2 separate regions of the Mus musculus genome follow, and region 1 is linked to region 2. Evidence: chromatin contacts called from public promoter capture Hi-C data. All regions are on one chromosome and are shown on one strand. The core of a region is the stretch at or near the end of the contact, and the rest is flanking DNA. Distances in the headings are between cores, read along the strand shown.

Evidence for each region. Promoter capture Hi-C pulls out the DNA fragments that hold promoters and counts their contacts.
Region 1: a promoter capture Hi-C map of hippocampal neurons shows a contact between it and region 2, with 10 times the contacts expected there. The contact joins the enhancer-like site here to the promoter of Adck1 in region 2. A contact is called at or near these places in 5 of 39 promoter capture datasets (the 3T3-L1 cell line, cranial neural crest, frontonasal cranial neural crest and 2 more), 1 of 484 Hi-C or Micro-C datasets (cortical neurons) and 2 of 115 datasets of contacts at active chromatin or transcription factors (large pre-B cells and neural progenitor cells).

Annotation. Positions count from the first base shown.
Region 1 is chr12:89,381,958-89,385,170 of GRCm38.p6, reverse strand. All of the region lies in intron 9 of Nrxn3 (neurexin III), which reads right to left. Among named protein-coding and RNA genes, the nearest start is that of Gm40537, 410 kb to the right of the region's middle. Within about 2 kb of position 1,715, at least 8 of the 459 cell types and tissues checked have an H3K27ac peak or open chromatin away from gene starts, as enhancers often do. A contact at or near this core is called in cortical neurons and hippocampal neurons, where this site is marked.
Region 2 is chr12:88,359,018-88,361,965 of GRCm38.p6, reverse strand. Adck1 (aarF domain containing kinase 1) reads right to left here and starts at 1,452. Exons shown (of 11, transcript NM_001277297.1): 1 at 1,371-1,452. It also overlaps the pseudogene Gm5655.

The sequences.
Region 1 (3,213 bases), core at 466-2,965, 1.0 Mb before region 2:
AGAAGACCCAAGAACAATGTCCGTTTCTCCCTGCAGGAGTAAGTGTAAAATGACAATTTAGAAGGATTTAACATGGGACAAGTTTGGGGTTTTGCATTTAATGATCATGAACTTGGCAATAAGGCTGGCTCCGGATGCTAGTCCACTTTCTACCAGTTCCTAAAGTGTCCCTAACATTAAGCTAGTTGAGCAGTATATGCCTTGACTTTCCAATCTGTAAAGTAGAAAGAACACTACCAATTTCTCAATGTTATTCTAAATTAAATAATCCATGTAACATTGGACACTTGGCAGATAGCAACAAGTTCTTAATATATGTCAGCTGCTGTTAGTGTAATAGCTTAACATGCCTGATTTCAATTCTATATGACAGGCACATTTCCAGGAATGTCTATGCATCAATAGTCTCCAGACATCGAGGAAGTCTGCACAAAGTTGTAAGAATAAATTAATATTTTCCACAGAGGCTGTTAACCTGAAGTCATAGTGTGATTTAGAACAGGTTTTCTGGAGGATTTCTAAATAGAGAGATACTTTAAGTCTTGGTCAATGGAAGGAAATTTAAGAAAGTTAAGCAAGTTAGACTTGACTCCAAAACTCCAGGATATCATCTGAGCAGTGGAGACAAAGGGATGAACAAAAAGACACAGAAGTTTTGCTTTTCTTTTCTTCCCATGGTGAATACTGCATCTGATGCCTAATACCAAGAAGGAATTGTGTTACTCACATCTATCTATATTTCTTTATCTATTACTGCTCAGGTAAACTATGTTTAGCCATCTTGGTCTCCTTACATACATCCCCATCCTTGGGACCTTAGCAAACAACTGGAAAACATGCTGTCCAATATAACACAGATCTGAAATCATAAAGCAAGACTTTGCTATTTAAATATTGGTTTTCTTGAATACTGCTATTTTGCGATCTACTTTGAAAAAGTGGGTCTTCATGAAAGCTGGGAGCTCAAATAACTGGCATATTTTCACACATGACCAAATTAAGAATCAACTTGGAAATGGTCAATCTAAAGGGAGAGTTCCATCTCTAGTTCTGAAGATAGCATGGCTGACATTGAGAGGAAACAGGTTTTCTCAAAATACACTTCCCCTTTCTAAAAGGAATCAGGAACAATGTTATAGGACAGTATTCCTCACTCTTCTCAAGTAAGAAGCATTCTGTAATAGAAAAGGATAGGAATTGGATTGGGAAGTATTTCCACTTGAACACTGGGAAGGATCGAAGAGACCATTATCCATAGCTGGATACAATGTGAAGTGCTTAAGGGAATAATGTCTTTACGGTTTCAAATGTAGTCTTAATTTTATGTGTGTCTGTGTGTAGTGTGCATGTGTGTGATATGTGCACAGAATTGCAGTGCCTGAGAAGGCCAGATAAAATCTGAAGTTACAGGCTGTGTGAGTCCCTTGACAAGAATGCTGGGAACCAAACTCAAGTCCTGTACAGGAGCAGTACCTTGCTCCTAACTGCTGAGCCATCTCTCTGGCCTGAATAAGTATTTTCAAGTAAATAAATAAAGATATCATACATGAAAAGTTTTAATATTAGTAGGAAGCTGGCTGCTATTTTGAACTTAAAGGTGATTTTCTAGAAAGAAAAATTTGAGCATTAAGGCTAGAGATGGAATTCTGTGTAAAACAAGCAAGTCTCTTACACAGGTGGACAGTAGGTGGCGATACAAGTTAAGGAGTAAGTCTTAGCCTAGCCTTAATGAAATCAGACTTCCGAGACAGAGCCTTAGGTGCTCTGCTATTTTGTGGACCCTCCAATGTTCAGTGCAAAAGAAGGGTATTCGGATTTTAGTTGGATCCTGAATTGCAGCAGAGAAGGTGTTAACTCCCACACACTGCAGGAGCCAACCACAAACCTTCCCCAGTTTGAGTCTACTTAATATTCCCTGCCTAACTCTGATGTGGAAACCTTTCCTTCCCACCAATGTAAACCACACATACCTCAATATGTACCCTACATAAAAGGCACTAATTGTGCAGTGGAATGAAACCAAAAATAGAAAGTTGTGAAAAAATTCAAGATAGAGCCCAGAAGACATAGATGATTTAATTTGCCCACCATTTTCCCTTCCCAGGAGCTCTAAATTGCAGCATTCAGTTGCAGCAAAGTTATTATTATTATTAAGCAGCCTATCTGCAAACTGTCCACAGTAGTAGAACATGGTTGTTAAAGTGCACATTGTCAGTCCCAGCACAATGCACTAACTCAGACATATTGAAAATGAAGGCAAAGAAACAAAATATATGTTTCAAGTATTAAAGTGGCACTGGGAAGTAGAATGGAGTTAATTCTTGTGTTCAAGGAAATTAAATGGAATTAAGGGAGTGGTGTCCTCAGGGCAAGATGCCACACAACTAAGCTTATTGTTTATGCATTTGCAGTTGTACCATAGAGAGTTATATCATGTTTGCCATTATTATCACCTGGTTATTGTCTTCATTGAGACATAAAGAGATATGACTGTGTGTCAAAATGAGAAGGGATCGATTGCAATAGCTATTCTCACTTGTCAACTTGACTATATCTGGAATAATGGCAATCCAGAACAGGTATAGATCCTGTTAAAAGGAATTAAAGAAAATCTTAGGTTCCAACATGGTGGCACATGCCTTTAATTCCAGGAGACAGAGGTAAGCAGACCTCTGAGTTCAAGGCGAGCCTGTTATAGAGCAAGTTTCCAGTAAAGAAGAGCTTGGGTTCAGGCATGGTGATATAGGTCTTTAATGCCAGCACTCAGGAGACAGAGCATGCAGATCTTGGATTTCAAGGTCAGCCTAGTCTACAGAGCAAGCTCCAAGAGAGCCAAGTTTAGGCAATGAAGGGAATAACAATAATAATAACAATAACAATAATAATAATAATAATACTCATGAGATTTAATAGAATGAAGAGGCTATGTTCCAGCTCCAGCAAGCAGCAGAACTTGGCAGCTATGGCCATGTGGTTCTGGCTTTAGAATCAAAAATAGAAGGGGTTACTGGGACAATTAATGCTGGTTAGCTGGAGCTAAGAAATTATCCGTGATTAAGAAGAGATCAGCATCATTGAGGTTAAATCTTCTCAGAAGTGTTTTCTGAGAGCAAAATGAAGCTGTGTTCTAGAGATAGGCTTCATGCTAGCAGCGGGTAATCTTTAAGAATTACCCAGGTGGTTCTTCTTTAGAAGGCATGAGGGGGTCATCAA
Region 2 (2,948 bases), core at 203-2,702:
ATATGAACAAGGAATTGGCTGGAGTGGCCAGTGGTTCTCTGTCTCGGACATTTAGTCCTAGATAACCCAGGCAGGGTGTGTCCTACTGGGAGACAAGACAGGGATGGATGGCTATACCAAGCACTCTAGCCATTCACCAGTCCAGTCTCTGGCAAGGAGGGGACTGAGGGGGTATGTTTGGAAAGAAATAAAGTGTGATAAATTCTCTCAGAAGTTAAAATCTCACACCATAAGGCCCGTTGAGTATCAGCCAAATACCACAGTAAAATAAGAGAGAATATAATCCAGGATAAAAAGGACCCAGGTGGCAAAACTACATGGATATATGTACATAAAGTAATGGGGTTGGGTTGCAGTGTGTAAAGCAGGTGCCATGAGTGCTACAACTACAATATCGAAGCTAGCCACAGGGACACAACCACCCCCCACCCCACCCCCCACCCCCACACACACACACCATAACCCAGTGTGACAAATCGATATGGACTTTTTCTTATAAAATAGCATTCAAACTTATAGTCCCCGGGGTAGCGACATGGCATCTCCTGGGTTCATGTTGGACATGCCGATCCCAGAGTTCAAATATCACACTAAAATCAGAAGTTTAAAGAGGAAGTGGGCTGAATTCTGTGTAGTAACAAGCCCTCCACATCACTCTGCTGCACACTACATACACACAGCCTGTGAACCACAGTGACAAGAAGACGCTTAAAGAAAAATTGTCACAGGACAAAATCCAATTCCTAGCAACTCCGCAACTATATCTTGAGCGCCTACTAAGCGCTAAGCTTCTCACTTTCGTGGCAAGTAAATGTCAACGAAGTCTGGGACAGCTGTACTATGAAAGTCTTCTCTCCGCACATCTGCTGGAAGCACTGGAAGTCTCCAAGGTACTGGGGAGTTAAGGAGACTGGAGCCTGTAGCAAGCCTAGGTGACCTGACTTCTGGGGAGGCCCCTGCTCTTCACCACTCCACGCTCATCGCCCCAGCTACCTCTGCGTGGGAGCCCACAAGGTCACCGATGTCTGAAGGCTGCCGGCGGAGCCACTCGTAGCCCCTCTTCACCTCTGCCTACTCCAGGGCACGCAAGGTTGGGCCACCCAAGTGGCCAGTCCACACTAAGGACCTCTAGGACACCGAGCGAGAGAGTCACAGCCAAGGGGGCGGGGCACTGCGAGTCACCTGAACCACGTGGTTTCGCCAGCTAGGGTGACAGGGTCACAGGCTCGAGTTTCCTCCCAGCTTCGTCTGGGCGGCAGAGCCTGAGCTCAAACGTCGCGGAGCACATCTGCACCGGACCCACCGCTCTCCACGTCCCGCACAATCTGGCAGCGGGATTGGCCAGGACTCTGTGCGCGGGTGCTACTCACCAGAGGGTAGGGAAGCTGCGCCGCGCAGCCCGGAACCCAAATTCCAGGAAACAGTGCTTTCGCCACCAGAGCGCCTACAGAAGCCGGTGCCGCGAGGCCTGCCGGGATTTGTAGTTCTTTTCTGTTCCTTAGACTAGAGGCCACAGCTGTGGTCCCTGAGCCAGAGGAAAACCTTTCCTTGTCTGCTAAGATACCGACAAAGAATCATACTGAGAATAATTTAAGGAGTCAAAGTATAGATCCATGTTTAATGGATGATGTAATTCTGGATCTGTAGATTTTAAGTAGGCATTAGATTCTAATTAGAATTCTAATGAGTGAGTCAGCTATTCCTGTTGAAACGAAGACCTTGAGAGAAATGAAATGAAACCTTGTTTCAGTGGAGAGAATTGTAGGAGAGGTTAAATATTTCTGTGAAAATTGCCATTATTATACGGAAGCAAAGCGAAGTCTCTGGTTTGACAAAATGCCTATTATCACTATTCATCTGAAATGCTTTGCTGCTACTGGAGTTTGATTGTTATGGTGGTGGACTTTCCAAGACCAACACTCCTTTGTTGATACCTCTTAAGCTGTCACTAGAAGAATGGAGCACCAAGCCGACTAATGACAGCTATGGATTATTTGCTGTTGCAATGCACAGTGGCATTACTATTAGTAGTGGGCACAAACTCTACTGCATCTGTTAAAGTCCCTGGCTTTTAACAGTCTAGAACTCGATGAGGGGAATTTTGTGGTTGACCAGATGTGTGAAATAGGTAAGACAGAGCCACTGAATGAGGAGGAAGCAAGGGGGTGGCTGAAAATTATGACGATGAAGTATCAATTAGATTTGGTGGAAAAGGTTTTGAACAACAACAATAAAAAAAATGTAGAAGGTATTGGACTTCTTGGAGGACAAAAGAGCAAAGCAGACTATGAGCTGTCCAACAAAACATCTAATCCTGATAAGGTGGTTGGGACCCCATTCACTGACAATAGAAATTCTGAAACTAATGATACTAATGGGACCCACGAATCTGACAGGAACGAAGACTCCAGTGACCCAACAGGCGTTAACATGAATGGAGTTGAGAATGAAATTTCCTATGCAGTGCAAAACTTAAAGGAGTATGAGGGGAAGTAGTTGCTTTTTGATGATTCTAAAGCAAAAGTTACATAATAGAAAGACTTTCTGAGTTCTCTTTGCCCTTCTACATCTCCTACATCAACTTCCTACTTGCCATTCTATAAAAAATTATAGTGAGTATATTTTCCCTGTAAATATTAAACAGACACGGACAGATGTTGGTAAAGTTGATTACATCTAAGGGTCTTTAGTTTATCTTTTGAAGCTATTGGATATTATTGGTCTCTCGAGGCTTTTACATACTTTTTACCTATTTTTTAAATACTGAAAACCATGTTGACTTTTTAGAATCATTTTCCTTACTACAGACAAGTGATGGATAAGCTGGGAACCAACTTGTCTAGATTCTAAATGATCCAAAATGGAAACTTGAAACAATTAACACTTTTGGATTTACATGATCTTTTGTGTTTGCTTTTTAAAATACAGTGCTTGTATTTGTATTCTCC